7 separate regions of the Mus musculus genome follow, and all the other regions are linked to region 1. A link is a contact called in public HiChIP or PLAC-seq, capture Hi-C and promoter capture Hi-C data. All regions are on one chromosome and are shown on one strand. The core of a region is the stretch at or near the end of the contact, and the rest is flanking DNA. Distances in the headings are between cores, read along the strand shown.

The links. Promoter capture Hi-C pulls out the DNA fragments that hold promoters and counts their contacts. HiChIP or PLAC-seq counts read pairs in DNA pulled down with a chosen protein or histone mark. Capture Hi-C pulls out chosen DNA fragments and counts their contacts.
Region 2: a contact with region 1 is called in an H3K4me3 HiChIP or PLAC-seq map of embryonic stem cells, with 5 times the contacts expected there. The contact joins the enhancer-like site here to the promoter of Smox in region 1. A contact is called at or near these places in 9 of 39 promoter capture datasets (the 3T3-L1 cell line, 3T3-L1-derived adipocytes, the C10 cell line and 5 more), 3 of 115 datasets of contacts at active chromatin or transcription factors (embryonic stem cells and stem cell-derived neural progenitor cells) and 1 of 9 other capture datasets (embryonic stem cells).
Region 3: a capture Hi-C map of embryonic stem cells shows a contact between it and region 1, with 3 times the contacts expected there. The contact joins the promoter of Siglec1 here to the promoter of Smox in region 1. A contact is called at or near these places in 14 of 39 promoter capture datasets (the C10 cell line, the HPC-7 cell line, HPC-7-derived erythroid cells and 9 more), 10 of 484 Hi-C or Micro-C datasets (B cells, cardiomyocytes, cerebellar granule neurons and 5 more), 16 of 115 datasets of contacts at active chromatin or transcription factors (astrocytes, cardiomyocytes, craniofacial prominence and 12 more) and 4 of 9 other capture datasets (adipose tissue, embryonic stem cells, liver and 1 more).
Region 4: an H3K4me3 HiChIP or PLAC-seq map of forebrain shows a contact between it and region 1, with 3 times the contacts expected there. The contact joins the enhancer-like site here to the promoter of Smox in region 1. A contact is called at or near these places in 2 of 39 promoter capture datasets (the 3T3-L1 cell line and stem cell-derived epiblast-like cells), 3 of 115 datasets of contacts at active chromatin or transcription factors (craniofacial prominence, embryonic stem cells and forebrain) and 1 of 9 other capture datasets (embryonic stem cells).
Region 5: a promoter capture Hi-C map of erythroid cells shows a contact between it and region 1, with 5 times the contacts expected there. The contact joins the promoter of 1700037H04Rik here to the promoter of Smox in region 1. A contact is called at or near these places in 4 of 39 promoter capture datasets (the 3T3-L1 cell line, erythroid cells and neural stem cells), 3 of 484 Hi-C or Micro-C datasets (the C3H10T1/2 cell line, CD4 T cells and hematopoietic stem and progenitor cells), 16 of 115 datasets of contacts at active chromatin or transcription factors (SST interneurons, astrocytes, bone marrow-derived macrophages and 12 more) and 1 of 9 other capture datasets (liver).
Region 6: a contact with region 1 is called in a promoter capture Hi-C map of fetal liver, with 6 times the contacts expected there. The contact joins the promoter of Hspa12b here to the promoter of Smox in region 1. A contact is called at or near these places in 15 of 39 promoter capture datasets (the 3T3-L1 cell line, 3T3-L1-derived adipocytes, the C10 cell line and 11 more) and 3 of 115 datasets of contacts at active chromatin or transcription factors (embryonic basal ganglia, forebrain and regulatory T cell precursor).
Region 7: a promoter capture Hi-C map of the HPC-7 cell line shows a contact between it and region 1. The contact joins the promoter of Adam33 here to the promoter of Smox in region 1. A contact is called at or near these places in 19 of 39 promoter capture datasets (the 3T3-L1 cell line, 3T3-L1-derived adipocytes, the C10 cell line and 10 more), 2 of 15 datasets of contacts at CTCF or cohesin (large pre-B cells and stem cell-derived epiblast-like cells), 3 of 484 Hi-C or Micro-C datasets (the G1E-ER4 cell line, Sertoli cells and embryonic stem cells), 19 of 115 datasets of contacts at active chromatin or transcription factors (astrocytes, bone marrow-derived macrophages, craniofacial prominence and 10 more) and 4 of 9 other capture datasets (adipose tissue, embryonic stem cells, liver and 1 more).

The regions. Positions count from the first base shown.
Region 1 is chr2:131,490,273-131,493,611 of GRCm38.p6, forward strand. Smox (spermine oxidase) reads left to right here and starts at 1,590. Exons shown (of 7, transcript NM_145533.2): 1 at 1,590-1,764. Gm30679 reads right to left here and starts at 2,004. Exons shown (of 2, transcript XM_030252306.1): 1 at 1,296-2,004. The coding sequence starts at 1,902.
Region 2 is chr2:131,803,957-131,807,399 of GRCm38.p6, forward strand. No RefSeq gene overlaps it. Among named protein-coding and RNA genes, the nearest start is that of 5330413P13Rik, 42 kb to the right of the region's middle. Within about 2 kb of position 1,540, at least 15 of the 459 cell types and tissues checked have an H3K27ac peak or open chromatin away from gene starts, as enhancers often do. A contact at or near this core is called in embryonic stem cells, where this site is marked.
Region 3 is chr2:131,084,541-131,088,210 of GRCm38.p6, forward strand. Siglec1 (sialic acid binding Ig-like lectin 1, sialoadhesin) reads right to left here and starts at 2,225. Exons shown (of 21, transcript NM_011426.3): 1 at 1,510-2,225; 2 at 918-1,277; 3 at 375-674. The coding sequence starts at 1,576.
Region 4 is chr2:131,827,365-131,831,106 of GRCm38.p6, forward strand. The region is part of intron 2 of 5330413P13Rik (RIKEN cDNA 5330413P13 gene); the gene reads right to left. Among named protein-coding and RNA genes, the nearest start is that of 5330413P13Rik, 18 kb to the right of the region's middle. Within about 2 kb of position 1,402, at least 78 of the 459 cell types and tissues checked have an H3K27ac peak or open chromatin away from gene starts, as enhancers often do. A contact at or near this core is called in embryonic stem cells and forebrain, where this site is marked.
Region 5 is chr2:131,158,252-131,162,087 of GRCm38.p6, forward strand. 1700037H04Rik (RIKEN cDNA 1700037H04 gene) reads right to left here and starts at 1,830. Exons shown (of 6, transcript NM_026091.3): 1 at 1,702-1,830. It overlaps Gm14232 (a long non-coding RNA gene), which reads left to right. Exons shown (of 3, transcript XR_003954063.1): 2 at 1,254-1,475.
Region 6 is chr2:131,125,839-131,129,485 of GRCm38.p6, forward strand. It overlaps Hspa12b (heat shock protein 12B), which reads left to right and starts at 1,574. Exons shown (of 13, transcript NM_028306.3): 1 at 1,574-1,676.
Region 7 is chr2:131,062,520-131,066,196 of GRCm38.p6, forward strand. It overlaps Adam33 (a disintegrin and metallopeptidase domain 33), which reads right to left and starts at 1,295. Exons shown (of 21, transcript NM_033615.3): 1 at 896-1,295. The coding sequence starts at 995.

The sequences.
Region 1 (3,339 bases), core at 340-2,839:
ATGGTGTGTACCTGAGTTTAACCCCAGGAGTGCGTGGTGTTTTAAAGAGGGGTGGGAAGAGGGACTTCGAGTTTGGTGAAGGACTAGAGCCTTTCTGACAAGAAGAAACTTCACCAGAAATTCATTTGTCCCCTACCCAAATTGGCTCCTAGGTGGTTGGTTCCCTTTGGCTGGGACCATCAGAGCCACTTTTGCAGGGCTACCTCTTTCCAGGCCATATATATATATATATATATATATATATATATATGAATTATATATATAATTCAGTTTTGGGGATTGGCCCCAGAGCCTTGTCTATGTTGAGAAGTGTGTTCTGCTGTTGAGCCACATCTCTACTTCTTGCTTCTTTGAGGCAGGCTTTCACTGTGTGGCTCAGCCTGGCCTTGAAGTTGGTATGTAGCCAAGGCTAGCCTTGAACTCTGTACCCCCCCCCCCCCCACATGGCCTTCTGAGGCTGGGATCACGAGCATGTGATCCACATCCAGGATCTCTCCGGGCTGAACCTACAGCGACCTGTGCTCAGCATTGCCTGGTTCCAGGTTGAAATCAGGGGAGGGCCCCCTCCAGAGACACAGTTCGGAGTAGAGGCTCTGCGGCCACCAGGGGCTTGTATTCCCTCGGACCAAGTGTTGACCTGGTGTAGTACCAGCAAAACATACGAAAAAACAGATTAGGAGGTGCAGAGATGAATAAAAAATAATTTTCTTACTTTTGTGTGTGTGTGTGGAGGGGGAGAGTTGGGGGTGGTTCAAGACAGGATTTCTCTGTTTGACTCTGGCTGTCCTACACTTACTCTGTGGTTCAGACTGGCTTTGAACTCAGAGATCCACCTGCTTCTAGAGGGATTCCGCAGTGGTCCTAAACCTGTGGGTTACTATCCCTTAGGGTTCCAACGACCTTTCATAGGGGTCGCATGTCAGATATTTATTTATGTTTCAATTCATAACAGTAGCAACATTACAGTTACGAAGTAGCAATGAAATAATTTTATGGTTGGGGGGTCACTACAACACGAGGAACTGTGTGTCAGCATTAGGAAGCTGGAGAACCACCAGATTAAAGGCATGTGCCACTATTGCCCGCTAAAAAATAATTGATACCAATTAATTTTTTTTTGAAAAAAGGAAAAAGTGCCACCTAGTATTAACGTTGGCTTTTATTAAAAGTTTGAGGGTTTTACTAGGGAAATACACTTTTTAAAAAGGGCCACTTCAGGACATGGGCTGGGTACTGAGAGGATGTGAGCATTCTTTTCCTTTCACCTGAGGTTCCTGGTTCCCGCCGGCACCCACCTGAGACCTGCAGGACGAGAGACAGTCCAGGACAAGAGGGGCCCTTTCTTCTTTTCAAAAGGGCGGCAGAGTCTGGGTAAACTGAGGTGGGCGCAGCGCTCTGACAGTGCCGGAAGACCTCGTCTGCTTTGCAGGGCGGGGCGTCGCGGGGCTGGCTCTGTTTCTGGGCGGATAGGTGGGTGAGGCGTCCCTTTTGCGAGATAGGGGAGTGCAGGTGGCTGTGCCGCGGGCAACTCCAGGCTGGGTGGCCTCGGGCTCCCCGCCCCCGGTGGGCGGGCCCGGGGCGGAGCACCCAGGCGGGGTGGGCCGGGGACGCGAGGCGGAGCGGGGCCCCCGCACAGGCCCCGGCGGCTGGCTCGGCCCTACGGTCCCGGCGGCGGCTGCAGGAGGAAGCCCAGTGGCTGCGGAGGAGGGGAGGCGGAGAGGCCGAGGCCGCTCGCGAAGACGCTCCCGGGCTCCGCAAGGAAAGGTACCGTGCGGCCTCCCCGACCCGGGCTCGGACAGCCACCGAGCCTCGTAGGCAAGGGGCTCCCGATGGAGGCCGGCGGCGGGCGGTGGGCAGAAGAGGCTGCCCGGGCTGGCCGCGACCCCGGGGTCCGGGCCGCATCCTCCGGACGCCCAGCGCGGCGGCGCAGACAAAGCCGGCGAGGCACTCGGTCGGCCCGGAGGGTGTGCGCTGTGGAGGGGAGGGAACACAGCTTGCGGCGGCGGCGGCGGCGGCGGCGGCCCGGCGTCTGCCGGTCTCCTTGGGACAGCTGGAGGAGTGGGGAGCCGCTCTCCCGCGGGTTGCCCCGGGGCTCACAGGCTGCCCGGCTTGGCCGGAGCCAGGCTGACGAAGGGAAGGGAGCAAGTCGCTTCGCCGGGAAGGGGTGCCGAGGCCGGCCGCCGGCTTGGAGGTGGCGCGGCTGTGGAGCAGGTGAGCGGTGCGCGGACCTTTTGGGTCTTGCACCTGAGCAAACCGCGCCGTGGCTGGCCCTTTCGTGAGCCGTGCCCACAGGTTGTTGGAGGAGCCAACTGATAGTGGCACAGCACCGTCCCGCCTGGGGTCCACTTGGCCGAGCTTGTGGGGGAAACAGCAGGTGCTGAGTGGAGGTCACCCAGGCTGGGGGTAAAGAGAAGGTCAAGAAAGTGTTTGAATGGCCCTCATTTATTTGTGTTCTGCTACCTCTGTCCCTTTCCTCTTACAGAGGAAGGAGCATTACAGGGCTTGAAGGGCCGCGCTTCCTCCTGGGCCCTGTGACCATCCCTTTAGATGTCCCTGGCATTTCTTACCCAGCAGGTTTTGAGAACAGTCTTTGTCCGCCCTCGTCATTTCACAGTCTCCCTGTTTGGCTTTGAACCTCATCCCCCGTCAGCCAGGCACCCAATTCCCATCACAAGGATCTCCTCGGAAGTTCTGACTTTAAGCAGTGCCCCTAAGAAGCAGGCACCCTTTCCTTCTGCAGTCCATCCAGGGCCGCTCTAGCAGGTTTTGCTTGCCTTGCAGTGTCTTTAGAAAGCTCTGTCCTAGAGTTGTATCTTTCCCTGGGTGCCCCAGTTCCTCCCTTCTACCAGCCTGCCCTAGCCTGTCCCCTTCCCCTTAGTTTTGCTGTTAAATGCTTGAGGGCCCCAGGGCTCTGTTCTCAGCATTTCCTCTCCTGACTGCCCTTCTTGCCATCCTCTGTTCACTTTCTACCCCTGTTTTTATTCTTTCTTATGATTAAAAAATTAATTTATGAATACAAAGATCTCTGTTTTTGACTTATTTTATGTGTACTAGTATTTTGCCTGCATGCATGTGTGTGAGGTTGTCAGATCCCTGGAACTGCATTACAAGTAAGCTGTCTTGTGGGTGGGTGCTGGGAACTTAACTCTTGGTTCTCTGGAAGAGCAGCAAGTGTGCTTAACCGATGAACCATCTCTCCAGCCCAGAACTCAAAGATCTTAAGTGGTTTCATGCTCATGATTTTCAGTGGCAGATCTTGTCTCTGGCCCTAGCTGGATCCTACCGGTCTTCTGATGTCTTAATGTGGACAAAGCAGAATCCTGACAATGTCGGGGGCAG
Region 2 (3,443 bases), core at 290-2,789, 310 kb after region 1:
TTCCCACAACCCAAGTCTTGTCAAGGTCACCAGCGACTTTCACGTTACCAAATCCATTGGCCAAACAGTTCTCAGCCTTGGCTCACTTGGCTCGTATGAAACACATTGAGTCACTCTCTTTTCTTTGAACCATTCTCCAGATGACCTTCAAGATATGGCTCCACCCCTCCCTGATAGTTAATAGATATTTAATTTTAAAGAGTAAGAAATAGAGGCAAGAAATAGTTAGCAGTCACAGAGAAAATTAAACAAGCTTTAAAATGGTGCGGTTCTAGAAAAGAAAAGAAACAAACAAACAAATCCTGATGTTATAGCGCTGAAAATTGAACTCAGAGCCTATGCATACACACTTCACTGCTTGCTTATAGCCCCAGGCCACCAGGAAATGTAAAATTGCACAAGAGACGAGACACTATTAGATCTCATTGTTCAGTTAAATGGTGAGTAGTTCGCATACTCTGTCAACATGCAACTATAATCATTTCCCGTAACTATAATGAGACGATTGAATAAAGGGAACTTGAGAAGAGTTAGAAAAGATAATGGGTTGGTGGGGGGCAGAGGAGATGGCTCAGCTGTTAAGACCACTTTCTGCTCTTGCATAAGACCCACGTTCGGTTCCCAGCTCCCTCAAGAGAGCTACTATCTATCTGTAACTCCAGTTCCTAGGGATCCTATGGCCTTCTCTGACTTCCTCAGGCACACATTGTGGGGCAGTGGACCATGCCAGGACACTTGGTGAGGTCGAGTGGGTTCAGAAACTCTGGTACCCTCATACCTGAGCATAGTAGGAGTTTCATCTACTCCCAACCAGGTTCCTGTCCTCTCTCATCAAGAGACAGTCATCTCCCTTGGGGGAAAGCCTTTGTCATACAGAGCCCTGCCTCCTGAAGAAGGCCCTCTGTGCTCCCAGACGCTCATCCCCTGAGCTAAGATGGAACTACACACACACACACACACACAACCTGGGCTGGGACCCTTCAGCTGCTCACCCAACACCAGCATAGGATAAAATGTAGTCCAGTGCCTCCCATTTCATCTGCCCCAGCGAAGTTCCCACACCCCAGCAGTGAGAGAGAAACATGGAACCTCACACATGTAATGTATATACACGGATGCCAGCAGAAACTTCTTATGCATAAAATAACTAAATCTTTTTTTAATTGTAAGGCAATAAATTAGAATAGAGTGTGTGACACGTGTATATAATCTCTGCATTTGGGAAGAGTAGGCTTTTGAGATCCTATTAAAAAATAAAATAAATAAAACAGGAGAAAGGAAATTCTTAAACTAGTAACAGCAGTTTATACACATTAAAAAAATTGAAAGTCCTGGGGACAAATGGACACCCCAAGAATGAGTAAGAAAACAGACACAAGTCCACAGGCAGGTGGATGGCATGGGGAAACCAGAGAAGAACTAGAGTCAAGTTCCAGAAGAAGAAAGCCTTTCCTGGGGAAGAGAGTGACAGTCCTAGAGGAGGTAACAAGGCCACCTGCAGAGGGCTTCTGGTTACTGAAAAGGCACACCCAGCAGGGCAGACCTCCTAACAGTGCAACTCCCTGTGAGCCTGTGGCAGCCATTTTCATTCTAACAACCACAGAAGACAGGATTGCTGATAAGCGATGGGCACTTGAGTGATGTTCTAAGCCCTTCATGGTTGCCTCCCTGCTCTGCCCTCTATGTGCCCACTCTGCTGTGGCCCCAACACTCTCTCCCACTCAGTGGAAAAGGTGACCCCTGAGAAAGAGTGAACAGAGCAGTTCCACCGGAACCTGGGGTGGGGGGGACTCCAAGATGCCCTTCCAAACCTTTGCAAACCTGGGAGGTGAAAGGAGACTTGTGTGAGCCCTCCAGGGAGAGCAGTGAGAACTGAGTCTGTGATTCAGGAAGAAGAGGGGTTTGCTGGAAACCATCGAGTTAACAAAGCCAGGAACACTGCAGAGCCCTGTCCAGAAACCCATACTTACCTCTGAGGAGAGAAGACGGAGTAACTTCAGGCCTTCTCTTGTCTGTGCCGTCAGCAGAGAACCTGCATATACACAACAACAAAAGCAGGAGGAAAAACATCTTTAAAGAAGGACTCAAATTACAGGTTAAAATAGAAACTTAAATTATATGGTGCTTCCAAGAAACAAACGCCAAACAAAATGGTATCGGCCGGTTAAAAATAAATGCTTTTACCGGGCGTGGTGGCGCACGCCTTTAATCCCAGCACTTGGGAGGCAGAGACAGGCGGATTTCTGAGTTCGAGGCCAGCCTGGTCTACAAAGTGAGTTCCAGGACAGCCAAGACCATACAGAGAAACCCTGTCTCGAAAAACCAAAAACCAAACAAACAAACAAACAAGCAAAAAAAAATAAATAAATAAAAAATAAAAAAAAAAAAATAAATGCTTTTTAAAAAAAGGAGAACTGAGATTTATCAGGCCAATAAAGAAGAGCCAAGATAACAAGATACGTTTCAGATTGCACAGAATTCAAGGCATTGCATGGAACAAAGATCTTTCTGCAATGAAGTATAATCGGTTACACCCAATGTAGGTGTAACCGATCTCAAGAGTCCTGCTAGCCATACAACCTGCTCAATCTCCAGGGAGAGAAGCCCACGGATCACTGCGGTTCCTTTGAAAGGATGGTTCGCTCTGGAGTCACTGAAGGTGACAGGCAATGTTCTAAGTAAACCTCACAGGCTTAGCAAAGCACAGACTCAAGTCGGATATGTGAGAAAAGCAGCCTCTGATTGGTGGAAATGAAAGACAGAGTGGAGACCATGAGATCAGCGGCTGGTCCCACTCCTGCAACACGATGGCTCCCTGGTCCTTGCTTTGGTTCATACATTCCCCCAAAAGCTCATGGGCTGTAAACGTAACACCAAGTGCATGTGCCTGTGGTACACAGAGGTGAGGTCTCTGGGAGGGAATCAGGGTTAGACAAGGTCCTGAAATGACCTCTGGGGTAGGGTCAGTGGTTTGGTAAAAAGGAGGTCGGAGTCAGTACAGGTGACCTGAGTTGCCACATGACACTCTCAGCTATGTTATGATACAGAAACGAATCCCTTACCAGATGCTGACTCATGCAAGGCTGTGGTATTCTGTTACAGCCACAGAGAATGGATTAAGTCAATGCGGAGAGGAGAAATATCTGCAAGTGCCTGAGGGAGTAACTGACCTTGGACCTGGAGTGGTGATAAAGAACTGGAATTTCTGACACGTGTGTACATCCGCATCTGTGTGTTTAAAGCCGTCCATCCTTCTTTGCTGCTCTGAGCATCTCCCACTCTGGTCAGGCCCAGCAAGCCCGGCTTGTCTTAACTGCTTTTCTCTCACGGGCATGCTGGCTTCAATTTCTCCTGGACACAAACAAACCAAAGCCCGGTATCCCAGTGCCCTGGAGGGCTGGAATAGAAAGCTGGGGTCTGGCTCTCAGCAGTTGCAGGAGCTT
Region 3 (3,670 bases), core at 975-3,474, 410 kb before region 1:
CATGGGTATGGGTGCACACAACTGCACATGCATATGGAGGCCAGAAGTCAACTTTGGATGGCGATCCCCAGGTGTTGTCTACCTTGTTTCTTCAGGCAGAATCTTTCAGTGACTTGGAACTCACCAAATAGATTAGGCTGTTTGACCAGCAAGGCCCAGAGACCCACATGTCTCCACATGTCTCTGTCTCCTCAGATTTGCAATTATAAGCATGAACTGTTTGGGGCTCAGCTGTCTCCAGCTGCCAGGCCTAAAGGCCTAAGTGCACCAGTATGCCACAGGGACAAAGGGCTTGTCCCTAGAGGCTAGCCAAGCTGGTTTTGGTCAGAGAGCTATAGAAATGGTGTTCGGTGACAAGGGTGTGATATACTCACGTGGCACTTGCAGGTAAACCTCTTTCCGACTACTGTGTGCGCCCAATGAGAACTGGCAGAGCAGGGTCCGACCGTGGTCCTGCCAGGATAGGGCCATATGTAGGGTCGTCTGGTGATAGACGCCAGTGGGCTCGAGGCTCTGGAAGCTGGAGGTGACAGAGTGGGTGGGGTCCTGGCCTCGCCACTGCAGGCTGACTTGCTTCTCCTGCAGGCACAGGTAGGGTGTGGAACAGTTGAAGTTCCTCTCCATGCCTTCACGCAGCTCCTCAGGAATGGTAATAGTGGGGGGGCTGGGATCCGCTGAAAACAAAGGCAGTAATTCTCAGGGCTCCCCTCACCTCACTGTACCTCACACTGTCCCCACAACCCCAACCAAAGGACAAGACTTGGGGGGAGGGGGACTCAAGAAAAGGAGAATGTCACAGAGTGAAAAATAATAGGCAAAGGTCAGAGCTGAAGGCCTAGGCAAGGTTCAGGTCAAAGGACAGGGCTGGAGCAGCAGCCTAGGAGTCCCTGACCGCGACCAGTCCCCAGGCTCCTCACTTGTCACAGTGACCGTGGTGCCTTTGACATCTAACCAGCGGTTGCTATCACTGATCTCAAAGCGGAAGTTGTAGGTGCCAGAGTCTTCAGGCTTCAAGTCTTTGAGCAACAGGTTGCACACCTTGTGGTCCATGTTCCCCATCAGTTCAGCTCGACCCCTGAAACGCTTGTCCACCAGCTTGGGGTCCCCTGAGTGGATTACCACCTGCCGCTTGCCCGAGTAGTCATAGTACCAGATGGCTGTGATGCCATTGGACACTGGGACATCGGCAGGGTAGCTGAAGATGCAGGGAATGAGCAGGCAGGATCCCGACAAGCCCTGCACATTCTTGGGACTGGAGACACCCCATGTGGTCTGGCCTAGAGGAGGGTAGGAAGAGCAACAGAGAAAAGGGTGATGCAAGCCTGGGAACAGAGCCCTGTCACCTGCCCCAAAAGAGGGTGCTCCAAACAGGCTCCAAATCTAATCTAATTTCCCTCTTAGTGCCCCAAGGATGGGGTGTGCTCAGTCACATCTGATCATAGTCTAGGCTTCTGTGCTGAGTCCACAGAGGCCAGACCCTATGAGAGGCACTAGCCTCGTGCAGCTTACCTAGTGAGAAGACAGAGGCCAGCAGGAGCAGGGAGAACAGGACACACATCCCAGTGCCCAGGTGCATTCAGGTGCCTAGGGAAGCCGGGTGGGTAGGCACACAGAGACTGCCTGGAGCACTCCAGGGCCCAAGTCTATAGGGTTTATCTCACCTGCTGTGTTGGTCAACCCAACAGGAAGGACTGCTGTGGCAGCCACCAGCAGGGAACCAGAAGCCCCTGTTCCTGGCTCAGGGAGTGATTGGAAATGCTCTCACTTGGTGGCATGTCCCAGAGAGTCTTCTGTGCCCCTTGGCTCCACCCCTTAAGGACACAGCCTCAAGGCAGATCAGCAGTGCATGTCTCTCTTCACTTCTCCCCTGCCGCCTCCTATTACTCAAACCAACAGAACCTGGAGTCCAGTGAGACCCTGTCACTTACTCCAGGGCATCCAGCAAGCACCGTAAGCACCGGAAATTGGTCTCCTGCCTCTCCAGCTACAAGTCGGACTGAGCACACGCTGAGGCTGCCTGGCTTGTTTGTAGACAAAGTTCTCAACTTGGCAGCTCAGGGTGGTCTCAAGTTCACAGAATCCTCCTTCAACTTCCTTTAAAGAGTCCTTCCTCTCTCAAAAAACTCCTCATTGCCCCCTGAGATTTTGAAAGACCTCATTTCTTAACCCCTATGCTGTCCCCTTTCTCTGTGTTTCATAGACTTACTCTAGGCCTAATCTTGTCTGCTCCCTGGCTCCCTCACTGCCCAGTTCCACCCCCACCATAAATGATCTTTGCTCACAGAAATCTTACTCAACCTTCAGGATGCTGCATAAATCTGTAACTTCCCCTCTGGGCTGAGTCCTTGTGGCCACAGCAGAGAAAGCTTTATGTTTTCCCTCTTCTTGGCAGCCATGGGCATCCACCCATTTCTGAAGACCTAGGCCTGGGAATTTGTGGTCCACAGCAGTGCAGAGCCCCAGACCTACAGGGATCTCAGTGATTATGACAAGGGTGTGTGGTCCAGAGTCAGGCTAGAGAGGTGTCAAGGAAACTTTCCTGGGTCAGGTCGCCATACACTCACACCCACAAACATGCTTATTGTATACCATGCACAAGGAGCAAGCCCTGTGCCAAAGGGTGCCACAGCAGGAAGGAACACCACAGGCGGCAGACACAGCAGTCCAAGAAACACCTAGAAAACAACCCAGATGTCAGTCTCCATGGCTTTGGACCACGCAGTGCTTTCCTGACTTAGAAGCGAAGCTCAGTGGTAATGCTTCGTGATTCTAGCGTTCGGGAAGCTGTAGTGGGAGGATCCTGTGTTTAAGGCTCGCTCGTCAGGGCAAGCTACGAAGACCGTGCCTCAAAAAAGAAAAGGGGGAAGTAGGTAAGAGGGACTTGATTTTTGTGTGAGCCAAAAAAAAAAAAAAAAAACCAAGCAAACAAACAAAAACAAACAAACAAACAAAAACTGTGCAGAGAAATGAAAAAGACAGCCAAAGAATGAGAGAAAATATTTGAGAATCATTTATTGAAGACTAGTATCCAGAACATGTCAAGAATTCTGACAGTACCATAGCCTCCTCTGAAATAAAACAACCCATCTAGGAAAATGGGCAAAGGACTTGAATAGACACTTCTCATTGAAGAAATGCAAGGCAACAAACCAATGAAAAGACGCGTGAGGAAAACATAAGTCGGAACCAGAGTGAGGGCTGGGGGGCAGTTCAGGGGGTAAGAACACGGTACCGTACCGGGTGTGAGCATTTGTACAACTACCGAAGCTCCTGAATGCAGGCCCAGCACTGGTTGGAGCAGAGAGAGACAGAAGAATTCCTGGGGTTAGCTGGCTAGCCAGCTCAGCTGTAAGAGATCCTGTCTCAGGGGGAGTTAAGTGGCAAAGGATAGAAGACACACACATCAGCAAACATGGGAACAACCAACCACTATGATGGCTACTAATGAAAAAAAAAAAAAAACAAGAATAAAAACTGTTGGTGAGGATGCACAGAAATAGGAGCCCTGCACATCGTTAGTGGGAATGTGGAATGGTGCAGTGTGGGAGACTGAGGATTCCTCAAGAAGTCGGTGTAGAACTAGGAAATGGGACAGGATGAGAACCTATAGGGACAGAAGCTGAGCTCCAAGCAGACACCGCTAAACCACGTTCACAGCAGCATCCTTCAC
Region 4 (3,742 bases), core at 152-2,651, 340 kb after region 1:
GGGGATGGGTGGGTACCAGTGCTGATGAGGTGGGTAACAGTGCTGATGGGGGATGGGTGGGTACCAGTGCTGATAGGGATGGGTGGGTACCAATGCTGATGGGGGATGGGTGGGTAACAGTGCTGATGGGTGGGTACCAATGGCTGGACAGCTCAGAGCCCTCTAGGGAGCAAGAAGGTGGACAGAACTTAGACATATGCCAATCAACATGTCTTCTCTGACTTCAAAGAAAGCAATGTGGATTTTCACATAAAGGCTCAGTGGAAAGATAATGGTAAGGCTTGGGTCTCTCCTCATGAGCAGTGAGAGAGAATGAAACAGCTACAGTCCAGATTCTATACTTAGGGAACAGGGCAGCTTGGGAGGTATACGGAGGAGTGGCATGCTGGTACAGTTTTAAAGGGTGGATGTAGGGGTGGAAGGAGTGGTGGGTTTGCATCTCTGGTGGGGTGCCATACCTGCCCTGGTAAGTGTTAGTAAAATTGAATGACAAGGGTCTACAATTCCCATGTTGAGGTTTCAATAACATTACTTCTCCAAAGATTCCCCAATTCAGGTTATGCTATGCCCCTCAAATAGTATTAAACCAAATCACATCACCCAACACCCCAAATCTTACACTAACACACTTTGGGGGGCCCTTGACAAACTGAGAAGGATGGAGCCCCGTCATCCTGGAGACAAGCAGCTGGAAGGTGTGTGTGTGCAGGAGTCTCTATGAAGACATATAAACAGTCTCTGTCATCTGAGAACAACCGAATACAGAAAGCTTATTTCGTTAGCATAAGAGTGTCAGACACATTGTACCCCATAAATACAAACCATTGTCAATCAAGAGCAAAATTTAAAAACCAACCACCAGGGGGCACTTGCTGAGCATTTTCTCTGAGATGATCTCATTTTCCCTCCGGAAGTCTTGCCCTGATTTTCAAACTATTGCACCATGACAGTGAAAGCCAAAAAAGAAAAAAAGAAAAAAGAAAAGAAAAGAGGAAAAGAAAAAGAAAAAGAAAAAAAGGAAAAAAATCGGTTCATTCAAAGTATCCCAGCCTTGTGGTTGGGCCACCCACTCTAATTTCACAAAGCAGTGGGAGGATCAAGGGACAGCTCCAGTATTGCTTAGCCATGATGGAAAATCAAAGCTAGACTTCCAGTTATCTCTGGAAGAGTAGTGTCCAGTAGCTGTCGGGTAGCCAGGCAGCTTAGAAGGTCACTCTACCCCTCCACCTTTCAAGTTCCTTCAAGCTGTCTTAGGTGCGGTTGGACAGGGGACGTCCTTCCAAATGCAGCCTGTGGGGTTCGGGTTTTTTGGCAGGAGATCACAGTGCTGAATACAGCAGCCCTCTGTCCTCTGTGCGGGCTTCTGTGGAACCTTGGCTTGCGCTCTGGACCGCCTGGGCTCAAGGAAACCATTGCAATAGGAGGAAAGGTCTAAGCAGACCCAGGGTTTTCTTCCTTCCAGGCGCCCTCTGGTGCCGCTGCACACTCAAAGAAAGGCTTCTTTCACCGGCGGCGCTAGGGGAAGTGGGCTCTATTTTCCAGTCAGAAAAGGAATGGGCTGTTCTTTCTTGGTGCTTTGGTGGGATCCTCACGGCCCATCCAGGTAGTTTACATATGAAATGACTCCCCAGCATCCCCAAGCATGGTGCCTGAGACCCAGAAGGCACTTACCCTTTCGTAAAAAAACGCTTTCTTCTACTTCTTAACCTCAGGTGGCCCTGACCTGGCTCTAAGTCACAGGTAATGTCTACATCAAAGTTGGGACTGGGTCCTTGAATATTTCTCTCCAAATGCAACAACAACAAGCCCTGATTCTGTAGCAACGACGGGAATTTTAATGATTAAGTCAAGTGAGTCTTTAAATTACAGATACTAATATAACTGTGTGATTCCCCAATCTGTCCCCAGATTGGCCCTGGATGGTCGCCCAGCCTCCAAGAGAATCAGTTTCCTAAAATGAGAAAGAATTCAAAGTGAAAATGTGAAAGAAAGGGGGGTAGGGGGATAGGGTTGGGTATAGAAGCATATTCCCCTCGTTATTTCATTGTTAGCTGGGGGGGGGGGGGGGATATGTCATGCTGTCATGCTGGAGACCGAACAAAAGAGGAGAATATTCTTATATCAGGCACTCTACCACACACCTCTAACAGGGAGGGTAGCAGAGACAGACTGAGCAACTGTCCTTAGTTGTGTGGGAATTCTCAGCTGGTGAGAATCTGCGGTCAGACAGAGTTTGGGTAGGGGCTCATTTCCTTCCCATATTCTCCTAATTGTCCTTTCCTACTCTGCCTCAGCTTCTCCCTCTGAGACTTAGATCTCTTCATCTTAAGAGTTGATGAAGACTGGCAATCTATCTTCTGTCACCTATATTTCAGGAGTACACAGGTGACAGACTTCTCTTCTAGGATCAAAAGTCTTCCCTAAGGGAGAATAAGAAGGCCTAAGCTTGTAGAGAGAAGATCATCGTTTAGCAGGAATCTTGGCGAAAGGGCATCACCTCTCAGTATAGCAAGACCACACCGAAAATAAAGCACATAGGAGATTGTCAGGTCTAAGACCAGCACTAAGAATAGCAAGGCCTATTTATCACGAGATGCCTGATAATCATTATAATAGTAAATACTTAACACTTAGGGTAGAATCAGTCATAGACTTAATATGAGTTTGTACATATTAGAGACCCGAGTCTCACTTGTCTCTGCACTACCCTTAGGCCATTAAATTAGCTCTTCCTAGTCACATTAACTTTTTGAGTTTAGGAATGAAGATTCCACACTATAAAAATGTATAGGATGTAGTTACACATCAGTTTTAAGAAGGAATCCAATGGGGGGGTGGGGGTGGTATATAGTGTTAGGTTGTAGTCAAGGTATGTTACTGAAGAGGACTAAAAGAAACACAATAAGCAAACCACAGCACAAAGGTTCCAGCTGCCAACAGGCTCCTAAACCGGTTTGATGGATACTGTGTGGGAGACCTAGTTAGTGTGCTTGCTACTTTGTTTGAAGAGAACTTTTAAGTCTTGATTTATGGCATGAACAGCCTTGTCTCTAAAATGGTCTTGAGGCTGTAGAGACTGAGGTGGGATAGATTTGCTGCAGAATAACTTCTCCAGTTATTTTGTTATTTTAGTCGGGGGTGGGGGTGGGGGGGTGGGGGTGAGGCAGGTCTTCGTGCCTCCTGAGGAGCCATCAATAAACATCAGAGGACACCCACATCCTTGTCAGGGAAGCAAAAGCTAATAAACAATTAGTTTTTCTTGGAGTGTGGCTGTCCTTTGGTGTAGGCTAGGAAAGGTGGTGGCTCAGTCCCCCCCCCCTCCCGTCACTAAAGCAAACAGACCCCCTAAGACTTTGGGGACTACGGACTTAATCTTTTTCCCCCCAAAGGCCAAGTGACTAGAGTAGTAAAAATCTTCCTTTGCAGCTAATGAAAGACTCACAACGTGAGGACTCCCCCACGTTCTGACTCAGGAGAGGCGACACCCCAAAATCACCCACAAGAAACGGTCTTGTTGCAAACTGCAAGAGGATTTTTATTCAAGAGCGCTCTTGGGCCCACGGTCATACACCATGCAGGGGTAGAGTGGCGCCCCGAGTAGCTGGGTAAGGGGGGTATTTAAAGGAAGAAACCACAACTCAAGGAAGTGGGGAGGGCGTTGTTGGAAGATACCAAAGATACCAGTTAAGAGTCACAAGGAAGTGTAAAGTTACAAGAGTCACAAGGAATACTTGGTAATTGT
Region 5 (3,836 bases), core at 580-3,079, 330 kb before region 1:
TCCAAATAATTAGTAAGTAAAAAACAAATATACATAAGTCAGGTGAGATCCTGGACAGCTTCAGGCGGGGGCACACTGAGGGCTTCTTGGTATTTCAGATGCTCTTAGGGAAATTGGAGTGACTAAAATGTGGGCGGGGAAAGCTCTGAAGCTACCTTCCCAAAGAGCTAGCATGTGGGTAAACAGGTGGTGGTTATGGAAAAATCCAGGGTCTTCGGTGTCATAAGGCCTTTTTCATTGTCCAGTCCAGGCTGCCCTGTTCTAGCACTCAAGCTCCAAGCTAAGAGGCAAAGGTGATCTACCCATGGCAAAACGGAACTCTTGCATTGTGACACTCTCTCTCCCTTCTGATTACCTACCTCTTCCCAGAGGCAGCCTTTAAGCCCCAAGGTATCACAGAGCCAATTTCAGCTTGCGTTGTGCTGTGTGGCTGGGAGCACAGCCCCAAACCTTTTACCGTCTCCTCTCTGAATCATTCTTCAACCACCATTCCCAACCCCATAAAAGCCCTTTCTATGTCAGAGCAGTAAACAACCTTCAATTCTTCCTACCACCTCCCCTACACCCATCCAGGGACCCAGTCACAGCTCAATCATCAGCCCAGCAGAAGCACTTATCCAACCTCCCCTTAAAGCTCAAAGAACACCCACTGAAGTCTCAGACAGGGAGTGCTACATGGAGGTCGCATGTGGAAGCAATCTTTCATCTCCTCAGCCTTGACCTATCTTTGGAGCCCCCTTCCCCAAAGCCAGGGATGCAAGGACGGTAATAGGTGTTTACTCTCACAAACAGTGGAGGGAAGGGTTGACCTGTGAAAAGGGTGTTAGTCCCTCCTGTCTACCAACCTGTGTGGTTCTCCTCTGCCTAGCATTCACTTCCCACATCCCCCTCTGACATCAAAGGAGGCTGCTTGGATTCATCTGGCCTCTAGATTGACTCTTTCACCCAAGAAGCAGAGACACGGGTGAAAGCTGCTCCTACCCCCCACCCACCCACCCACCACCCACCCAGCCCACCCCACCCCACCCCAGTGCAAAGCAATGCCCTACCTTCACATCCCACCACCAAGATTAAAGAGGAAAGACTCAAGCTGTCCAACCGAGCCCTGTTCACTAACAGGAGCACTGGTCCAGAACCTAAATCCAACCATTTCTGTGAGACACTGGAGAGGCTCTGGCTCTGGCCCTCTGGCCTTTCCTACCGCCATCCCTGTGGGTGTGGCACGCCCCACCTCAGTGTTATTGTTTTCTCAGGGGACAAGAGCAGCAGAACGGGCCTCAGACGTACCCACACCAAGAGCAAGGCCGCGGATCTGTCCATCTGAGATAATGCCCTGCGCTCTCTGAGCTCGCCAGGCTGACGCAGGAGTCTCTGGAGCCGACACTCCCAACATCAACATCCTCCTCATGATCGTGCCCGGGCACCGGAGGCTCAGAGGCTACTCTTCCAAGGTCACATAGAGCCACGAGGACCAGGTAGGAACGGGACGTCAGCCACATTTACGCCCCCACCCTCAGGTGTCACTTGTACCCTGCCCGCTAACCGTCATTTGTACCCAGGACCCCACATCCCCCACCCCATCCCGCTTCTACAGAGTTCCTCAGGCTAGAAAGCAAAGCCTCCAGCTCCAGCACAGCTGAGGATCTCAGACCCAGGAGCCGTCTCTGGTGAACTAGACGGAGCCCGGAGGGCCCATCTCACCTTGCAGGCGAGCCCCGCGGCCAGGCGGTCAGAAACGACCGCGGAGGCGGCGGTAGCAGCAGCAGAACGGGCTGGAGAGCGCGAGGAAGAGCCCCGCGCCGCATCAGCCTCGCGCCACGCCCTCTCCTCCTTCATTGGCTTGAGGGGCGTTGAGGGGCGGGGCTAGGGCACTTCAGACCAATGAGCTGTCTCTGAGATCCACCAATTAACGACGAGATTCCACATCACGTGTGCGCGGAGGCTGAGCCCCACGAGTCGACGTCACCCCAGCGGCACGAGCTTGGGTGATGAAGCGGGATGGGAGCTATGTTGGAACCGCTGCTGGAAACCGACCAGAGCGACCTTCCCCATGAGGTTTCCGATCCGCGGCAGTTTTGTCTAGGAGTTAAGCAGTCACCTTTCCTACTGGACTGAGTCTGGATTTCGGTCTTCCTTTCCCACCCATTCCCTATTCCAAATAAGCATTAGAACAAAGAAGGCACGCGGCGTAGGAAGGGGGGAAGGGAGCGTACGCGGGCGCCCCCGGGGACAGGAGCTTCTGCTCCTGGTCTCCAAGGAGGCGGTCGCCATGGCAGCGGGATGCGTCTCGACCCACCCGACAGGGTGTGGGCGTCTTCGTAGAGCACTTACTAAGGCTTGTGGATTTTTGCCACAGGCCCACCTGTCCGTGTGCGACTATCTCTATCCTTATATACACTGATTAGGACAAGAGGTTTAAAGTGCCGAAAGAGCAGTCAGAACACACAGGTTCCCGATCCTTCCAACTTAACTAGCGGAGACAGGCCTTGGACCGCTGAGAGCTTGCTTGTTTTTCCGATAGAATGTGGTCGCTGCCTGTAAGAGTCCTCAAGGTCCGACTCTTCCGTGTCCTTATGGCTGTTAACCTGACTCGGATCTTGTGTTCGCACGCTGGTAACAAATAGTCTTTCTGTGCTATTGTTTTCATAGCGTTACTTCAGAGGGCCCAGTGCTTCCCTGCTGTCTTCAGCAGGGCTTCTCAAACTTTTTATCGTTGTTTTGGATGGTACGTGCGCTCCCTACTGTTGAGAAAATTCTGTCCTCCAGAGCGGACATTGAGAACTTTTCATTCTAATCCCAGCCTACTCAACCCCTACTCCCACCTTTCCAGAAGCCCCGTGGTGTGTTCCATATCTGTTCTTTTCCAAGTCAGCAGACAGTGCCTCCAAAGTATCCTGAAGGCCACCACGCCAGGCAAAAGCAGCCTGCAGATGTATAGCCCCCGGAGACTTTTATAAATACTTTTCTTCCCATCTTCTTGCCCCTCATCCTACTTCTTCACAAAGGATTCTCATTTCCAGTCTTCTTTTGAAATATCAGATCTAACAACACATTCTCACATTTACATTCAAAACAAGAACCAAGGGCTTTGGGGGTAGCGGTCCCTGCCTTTCTGGAACGTCAGTTTACCATAGTCCCCTCTGATTCCTATTTCTCGCGTTTATTTTACTGCCTAGGTGTGTGTTGATTTTCAGTTTCAGGATTCCTGTTTCCCTTTTGCTGCTTTTCACTTGAAACCCATCTCTTGGTGAGCTCTATCGAAAGCAGAATAATCGCTAACAGTTTACTGTCTGAGGCAATTTTCTAATTGTCAACTCCTTTTAACATACTTTCTGAATATGTACGATAGGTAAGTTAATGTGCTAACAGACTCCCAAAGCAAGACACCCCTAGCTTACTGTGAGACCACCACACAAAAAGAACTGTGGTTTCTTGATCTTGCCAATACTCCTCATGTTCCTAGACTAAGCATCTTGGGTACCTGGGAAAACCTGTGATATGGAGCTGCCTGTACTAAAGCATGCTACATGTCTCCAGGAAAGGCCACAAATGGTTTTGGAAAGTTGCCTGGGGAAAATAAGGCTTTGAGTGCCGACAGAACACCAAGATAGAAGTTCTATGGCTGTTTCTCATTGTTCTCAGTGGGCCCGTGCACTGAGACGGTATGGCAACATCAGAAGTGCCCAGACCTATAAGGAGCTTCCTGGGCCCAAGGCCTTATTATCCAAAGCTAGGACAGCAGTCTCTATAGAGTTGAGGGCTGTAGATGAGAAGAGATGAGCAACTGCAGGTTAGGCAAACTCCACTTCCAGCTCTGAGTAGTCTGAACTTTATGA
Region 6 (3,647 bases), core at 324-2,823, 360 kb before region 1:
ACCTCTAACATGGATCGAGGATTCTTGTGAACCATCTGCTGCCCTCTGTGTAGACGGTTAGGGTTAGGGTTAGAGTTAGGGGTAGGGGTAGGGGTAGGGATAGAGTTAGGCTTGGTTTTAGGCTTAGGCTTAGGCTTAGGCTTAGGCTTGGGCTTGGGAAAGCTGAGCAGAGGTGGGACAGTGACTGAGGAGGAGTGAAGCAGGACCCAGGGCAGAGATGGAGCCACATGAGGGAGTGCCATCAGGCCACCACCTGAGCTGGGGATCTGCAGCTGTGGCCCAGGGGGAATTGGATGCTTGAAACAAAAAACAAGAAGCAGGTGTGTGGGAGAGTCGGACCCTGAAGGAGGTCAAGCCCCTAGAGGCCTCTGCAAAATGTCTTGTCAGCGAACAACTAGGCACACCCAGGGGGCCTCCCCCTTCTCTGAGAAGGGGTTGGGGGAGGGGCTGTGAGGGCTGCAACTGGGATATAAAGTGAGTAAATTAATTTATCGATTAATTAAAAAAAAGTCTTGTCACACATACCCTAACAGCCAAATACACACAGACACGAGATACAGTGTCACACACATACTGCACGGGTGCCTCTGTCCTCAGTCAGGCAGGGAAACCTGCTGGCTGGACACCTTGCTGGGACAGACACACCCCTCCAGCCCTGACCTCGGTCAGAAAGCCCTCTGGGACAGCAGATATGACAGTATGGGCAGCAAGCCCTAGGGAAGGGACACATTTTCTCTGGGCACAATGAGAGAACCTAGGCAGACCAGGAGGGAAACCGAGGTCTGGCAAAGGGTGACATGGCAGAGAACAAAAGCAGCTCCCCTCCTTGTCCGCTGCTGGGTCTAGGGGAGCAGGTCACAAGGAGGTAAGGTCTGCAAGCATCTGGGGCCTTTGTGGGGCACAGGGACCAGAGGACTTGACAGATCCTGGGAGTACAGGGCAGGGTAAGTCAGCTCCGGACAGAGCTCAGGCAAGCACCTGACCATCAGGGCTTCCCCTACAAGTCTCCTGACTTAAGCCAGAACCTGGCATCACCAGGAGGTCCTGGGTTGATACAAGAAGGCCGTAAGCCTCATTCGAAAGGTTGAGGACTTCTCACTGTTGAGGCAAATTGGGAGGTCTCCAGTCAGGCCTGAGGTCCCAGCCTGGAAACCTAGCTTCTGCCTTCACCCTAAGTTCAGACAATCGGGGACGAAAAAGTGTTGAGGAGACTGCAAAGACCTAGGACAGGGTCACCCTTCGTAGGGGACTAGACTCTGGGCAGCAGATGCCAAGGCCCAGCACCAGGGAGGGCAGCTGGGGAAATGCGAGCAGCAAAAGGTCTTTGAGGGTCTGGAATTCTCCGCACACCCTGCTCCTCCCCCTCTGCCTTCTCCCATCCCACCCCCCTGTGCTGCTGCCCTCTGAGCAGGGGAGGCACCGCTGGCCCGCTGGCCCGCAGTGCTGCTGTGTTGTGAGGGAACTGGGAGGGGCTCGGGCTGGGCCCCCTCGGCTGAGCCCCGCGCAGGCAGGCCCCGCCCCGGCTCGCACATCTGGGCGGCGAGTGCGGCCATCCGGCCTGGGGGAGGGTGCAGAGACGGGCCTGGTGCACGTTGAGGTCCACTGTAAGCTCCGCTGCGGGACTCTGAGCTAGCACCCAGGCGACAAGACCCGGAGGAGCTGTCCGAGGGGCGGAGGTGAGCTGGGGAAGGACCTCTGGGCTTCCCAGAGAGTTGCAGAGGCTGCCCTGGGGAACTGTGAGCCCACTGGCTGGGTGGGGGCAGATCTGCAAGCTCCTCGAGGAGGCGAGGAGGCGGGCCCGCTGGCCTGGACAGGGGGAGGCAACTGAGCTCTGGCTCCTACCTGGGGCTATGGAACCCCACTGGAGTTTTAGTCTGGAGAAACCGCTGCAGGGGAGGTGGGGTGGAGCCTGGCAGGAGAGTCGTTGTGGACTAGGGCCTGCTCACTTAACCAGTTGTGGGGACCTGCTGCCTAGGCCAGAAGTGAGACAAGGGGTTGGATGTATTTGTGTCAAGAATTGCCTCAGGAGACGCCAGTCACTGAGACCCAGGGATGTGGGAGAGCGTCAGGGTGATCAGGATGTCAATATTCCAGAGACCTCAGGTTTCTCTCAAAAGGTGGGAATCCAAGTTGGGTGGGGTCTGAGCTTCTATAAGGTTAGAGGAGTTATCTGTGGAGTAAGTCTGTCGATGGAGGAAAGAGAAGAAAGGAACACTTATGCAGACTTCTGGAGCCATGGAGAGTGAAAAATTTCGTTGGAGAGAGCGGTCATGGATGAATGGGCATTAGGTGTTGGTGGAACAGAGATTGTGAACTAGTTATTGCCCTGATGATGGATGATTAGGTTACCCAGAGGGGTGGTGCAGGCATAAGGAGCAAAGCTGAGGCAGAGAGGGACCACCCATGGCCATTCCCATCACCCATAGCCATCACAGGAGGGAGTGGCCGCCTCACTCCACAGCCTTTTCCTGGTCCCCTCTCCTTGAAGTCATCTCCTCATAGGGTGGGGCAGCCTTTTGGGTGCCAGTTCTGATCTGATCCTGTGGCCCCAGTTGACCGTAGCCTGCTGACAGTCCTGTTGCAATAAAGGGCTGGCAGGGTGCTAGGCTGAGAGGCAGGGTCCCCGAGAAGAATGTTAAGATCTGAGTGGGTTCTTTGTTCTCATGAGCATCATGTAGAAACAGGAAGCCCAGCAAGACACACCTGCAGATTTCTGGAGATCACAGGAACGCATCCTAATCACCCCACGCAACAAGAGACCCTTGGAGAACTGTGTCCATAGGGCAAAAGAATTCTAGGCTACTGTGAGATCTGGAGAAGTCTCTGAGTTCCCACTTGGCCACACCCAGTCCTGGTCTTCAATGACTGACAGACCTTGTCTGTCAGACAGCACTCAGGGATGTAGGTCAGGGTGAATCTGAAGAGTCAGAGTCATGAGGCCAAGAGTTAAGAGCTGCCCATAGGCAGGGCTAAATGGGTCTGGGTCTGGATTTGGCATGCAGTTTTTTTCACTGGGAAATGGGGTGACTTTCTGTAAACCAACTTATTCTACTCAGTGACTCTCAAACTCAGATGTTGGCACTGTGAAATTAGAAAGTCCCCGGGATGGGGGTCTGCCTCCATCTGCTTCCAACTCTGTACACTGGCCTAGCTGTTGGGAGCTAAGTTGTCCCAAGCCCTCAGTCAGCATTCTCCTCGAGTGTTTTTGAGTGCATATGCATGGTGCAGTGAGAAGGTCTTGAAGATACACGGGGCACATGTGTATCTTGCACAGCAGGTCCTTTACCACCACCTCTTAGGGACCTGTGGAAACTCTGTCACAATGTGTTTCAGTTCCTAACTCTGTCAAAAAGAACTCAGGGTATGTACAATAAAATTCCCAGTAAGACCCAGTACTAATCCACAGAGAAGCAAAGGTCACTGTCCACACATGCCTAGCTCCCTGCCTCTTCCTGCACTTGTCATAGCTGGACTTGGTCCTTACAAGCCCAGTGTTACCCATTACACTGAGGTACAGAGAGGTGACACACTCAGGTCAGGTGCCATAGTGGGCCATAGTGGGAGGCACAGGCATCTACTTGTGACATGGAATTAAGCCTTAGATTAACAACTCAGTCTTTGTCCCTTGGAAGTTCAAAGTTATTTTC
Region 7 (3,677 bases), core at 45-2,544, 430 kb before region 1:
TCGGATTACCAAGGGTGCAGGATAAGGATTCAGGTGTGAGTGTTCTCTGTGCAGCCCTGCAAGACAAGGAAGGAGGCAAGCTAGGAGTCCGGTGGACTAAAGTGGAAACTGAGGAAGCCAGTCTGCATTAGGAAACACAGAGGCTCTCTCTCCTCACCATTAACTATCCGCAGGCTAAAGGCAATACAGCTGTCAGTCAGCCCCCTCAGAAGCCTTACGGAAGCAGCAGTCAACAGATATGGGGTGGTTTCCAGACTGCCCAATATCCAGCCCTCAGCCCTTACTGCCTCCTCCCCGGTGGTCCTTCTGCCTTCTGGCCAGCCTAGTGCTTGCTATGTGGAGTTTGGAGATTCACCCTACAGGCTTGGAGATGCTAAGAGCCCTGTCGTCCCGGAGTAAGGAGAGGTTACAGTAGGAAGAGAAAGTGGTAGCCCCAGGCACGGCTAGGCAGACACCCCTGTTTGAAGAACTGCCACATAAGGCAACTGTATAAACACCATACACACTGCCCAGACCCAGCATGAGAAGAGGACGAGCCGAATGAGACAGCTAGGCCTGTGGGCAGACCAGGACTCCAAGGACCCCAGGTCCTTCCAGGAGCAGGGAGACACTCTGGCCTGGCAGTTTGGAAGTGCAGAAGCTTCCGGACAGAGCTGGGCAGCACTGAGGAAAGGGTAGTGTTGCCTATTTGCTTTGCTAAGTAAGTGTGGGCAAGTCTGCTCCAGGGCCAACCCTTACCAGGAGCACAGACCCTTCCCACATCCTGTCCTGGCCAGGTAGCCGAGGGTCGGGAACTCTATGTTCTGTAGTTGCACTGGAACCCATGACCACCACCACTTCACCCTGCCCTAGAGCCGCCCCCCCCCCCCCCCCCCCCCGCCGCCTGTATCCTCACCTGGAAACATCCGAGCGCTCCGCAGCGGACACGAGGGCAGCAACAGCGGCAGCAATAGCAGCACCGGAGACCCCCCGGGTCTCCCGCACCTCGAGCCCATGGCTGGGAGTGCCTTTCCCTCTCACTCTTGCTGTGCTGTTGGCTCCACCCCGGCTAGAGGGGGCCGCCTCCTCCCGCCCTCAGCGGGCCTCGCGCCACCTCACAGGAGCGCAGGAGTGTGGCCCTACCCTGGCCCGCAAAACAGGAGTCCGCGCTGCGGGAGCCAGGATGACCCTCCCTGGCGTTATCTGCAACAATCCTATCCACGCTGGCCAAGGGAGGCGAGGGCGGAAAGTCCGGGAAGGTTCTTAGAGAACCTCTCTGGTGCTGAATAGAGGCACTAGCTAAGTGATCCCCACAGCTGCTCTGTCTGCCTAGCACACATCTCTGGTCGCAGTCTCCCTAGTGACATCTGGATTCTCCTTTCTACCCAGGATCTGTCTACCTGCACCTAGTGTCCCACAGCAGTGAAGCTGTCCCACTGCAGCTGAGATGCATCTGGGTACCTAGGGGTCTTGTGGTGGCCGCGTTGCTGAAGTCTGTGGTTCCTGGTAAAGGCAATGCAGTGGTGGGCACAGGGCAGAGGAACAGCGATGGCCAGGACAGAATTGTTCTATACCACAGACCCCCAGGCATGAGGGACCCTTTCCCAAATTTTAAGGACATTGCTTTCGTGTTGAAAAGATCACTTCGTACACTTGGTATGATTTCGGATAGCAAGAGATTTAACTTTGAAATAAGATGATTAATAATTTCGTTCTGAGAATATGGAATGTAAAAGTTCCAACGGCAGAAGAAAAAACATTTATACGATTCGAACATCAAATGCTGGGATTAAAGGCGTGGTGGTGCACGCCTTTAATCCCAGCACTCGGGAGGCAGAGGCAGGCGGATTTCTGAGTTCGAGGCCAGCCTGGTCTACAAAGTGAGTTCCAGGACAGCCAGGGCTACACAGAGAAACCCAGTCTCGAAAAAACCAAAACCAAAAACAGAAAACCAGTATGATAGGTCAGGCAATTGGATCGAGACAGGACACTCAAGATAGCTAGCCTGTGCAATATAGAAAGAAGTCTCATGGAAGAGAGAGGGAAGGGAAGGAGGGGGGAGAGAGAGAGAGAGAGAGAGAGAGAGAGAGAGAGAGAGAGAGAGAGAATGAGAGCGAGAGAGCGAGCGCACCTCAGTTGATACAAGATTGGGGCCCTGAGTTCCATCCCCAGCATCCCATAAATTGGGTGTAGCAGCACACACCTGTATCCCAGCAGAGAGGCAAAAGACAAGTTCAAAGTCCTATATGGAAAAAGTGTGAGATCAGCCTGGAGACCTGGTGTGTGGCAGTGGGGTGAGGGGTGTCATCAAGGAGAAGGCTTAGTAAGTAAAGGACCTGCGTTGGTTCTTGAGTTCAAGTCTCCAGCAATCAGAGAAAGCCAGAACCATTGCACAAACTTGTAAGCCAAGTGTTGGACTGGACAGAGACAGGCAAATGTTTGAGGTCCAGGTTCAGTAAGAGACCCTATCTCAAAAAATCTGATGGAGAGTAACACTGGAAGAACTCAGAGTGAGTCACACATGCACACACAGGTGAATGTGTATACAAAGGGGGCAGGGAGGGAGAATGAGAGGAGACTGGGAGATATCTGTAGTTCATGTCTGTAATTCTAGCACTTCAGAGGCAGCTGGAGCTACACAGCAAGACCCCGTCTCAAAAACAAACCCAAGCCTGACAGTGGTGAGGTACACCTTTAAGCCCAGAGGCAGGAGAATCTCTGAGTTCAAGGGCAGCCTGAGTGAGTTCCAGGACAACCAGGGCTCCACAAAGAAACACTGTCTTGAAAAAAACCAAAACCAACCAAACAAAAAAGAATCAAAAACAACCACCACCACTACAACAAAGCAAACAAGGGAGAAGGTATAAAATGCTTAGGAGAGTCTTCCTTTAGTCTCCATCCTTTGGGTACTCCTTCCCCACAGAAAGCCACTACTACCAATTTCTTACATAAGCTGCTGTTTTAGACACAGGTTTTTTTTTTTTTTAAATATAGTAACATATTCATGTGTAGCTCATTTTTCTAGTGAGTGGTTGGTCCTTCTTTTAACAGTTTAAAGGACCTCTATGTTTAAAGGCGATTGGCCCTTGTCTGGAGTATGGGTTGTATTTTCCCAATTTGTGAGTTTTACCCAACCTATTGCCTATTACCTATGGCCATTTATTCTTGTCGATAAGTAGTTTCCAATTGTATGACTATGGTCACAGTGTTCCATGGACTCTTCTGCCGCTAGACAGCCCCTGGGTCTGAATTTGAGATGGTTACAAGGGTGATTGGCTCTGCTCCCTGGGTGCTGGGATTAAAGGCGTGCACCTCCACACCCAATTTGTTCTGTTTTGTAAGAAATGAGGTTTTATTGTGTTGCTCAGGCTGATCTCAGTCTCCTGGCCTCAAGGTATCCTCCCATGTCGATACACAGCACAAGGCGTAGGAAAAGTGGCAGATTTTTTTAAATTAAGTTTTCTTTCCAAAATATAGATTCAGAAATGTGAGATTTTCACAAAGTGAACCTGCTCACTTCCCTGGCTCTCGAATCTCCATTGTGGCTCCCGCCCATCCCTTTTGCCCACCAGTGGCTGTTGTATTGACTTCTATCCCATTCCTTAACTATACCTGTCCTTGGTCTTCGCTGTGAACTTGCTTGGGCTGAGAATCACCTTGTTCCGGGCACATCAGGTCAGTGAGGGTGTTTCCAGAGA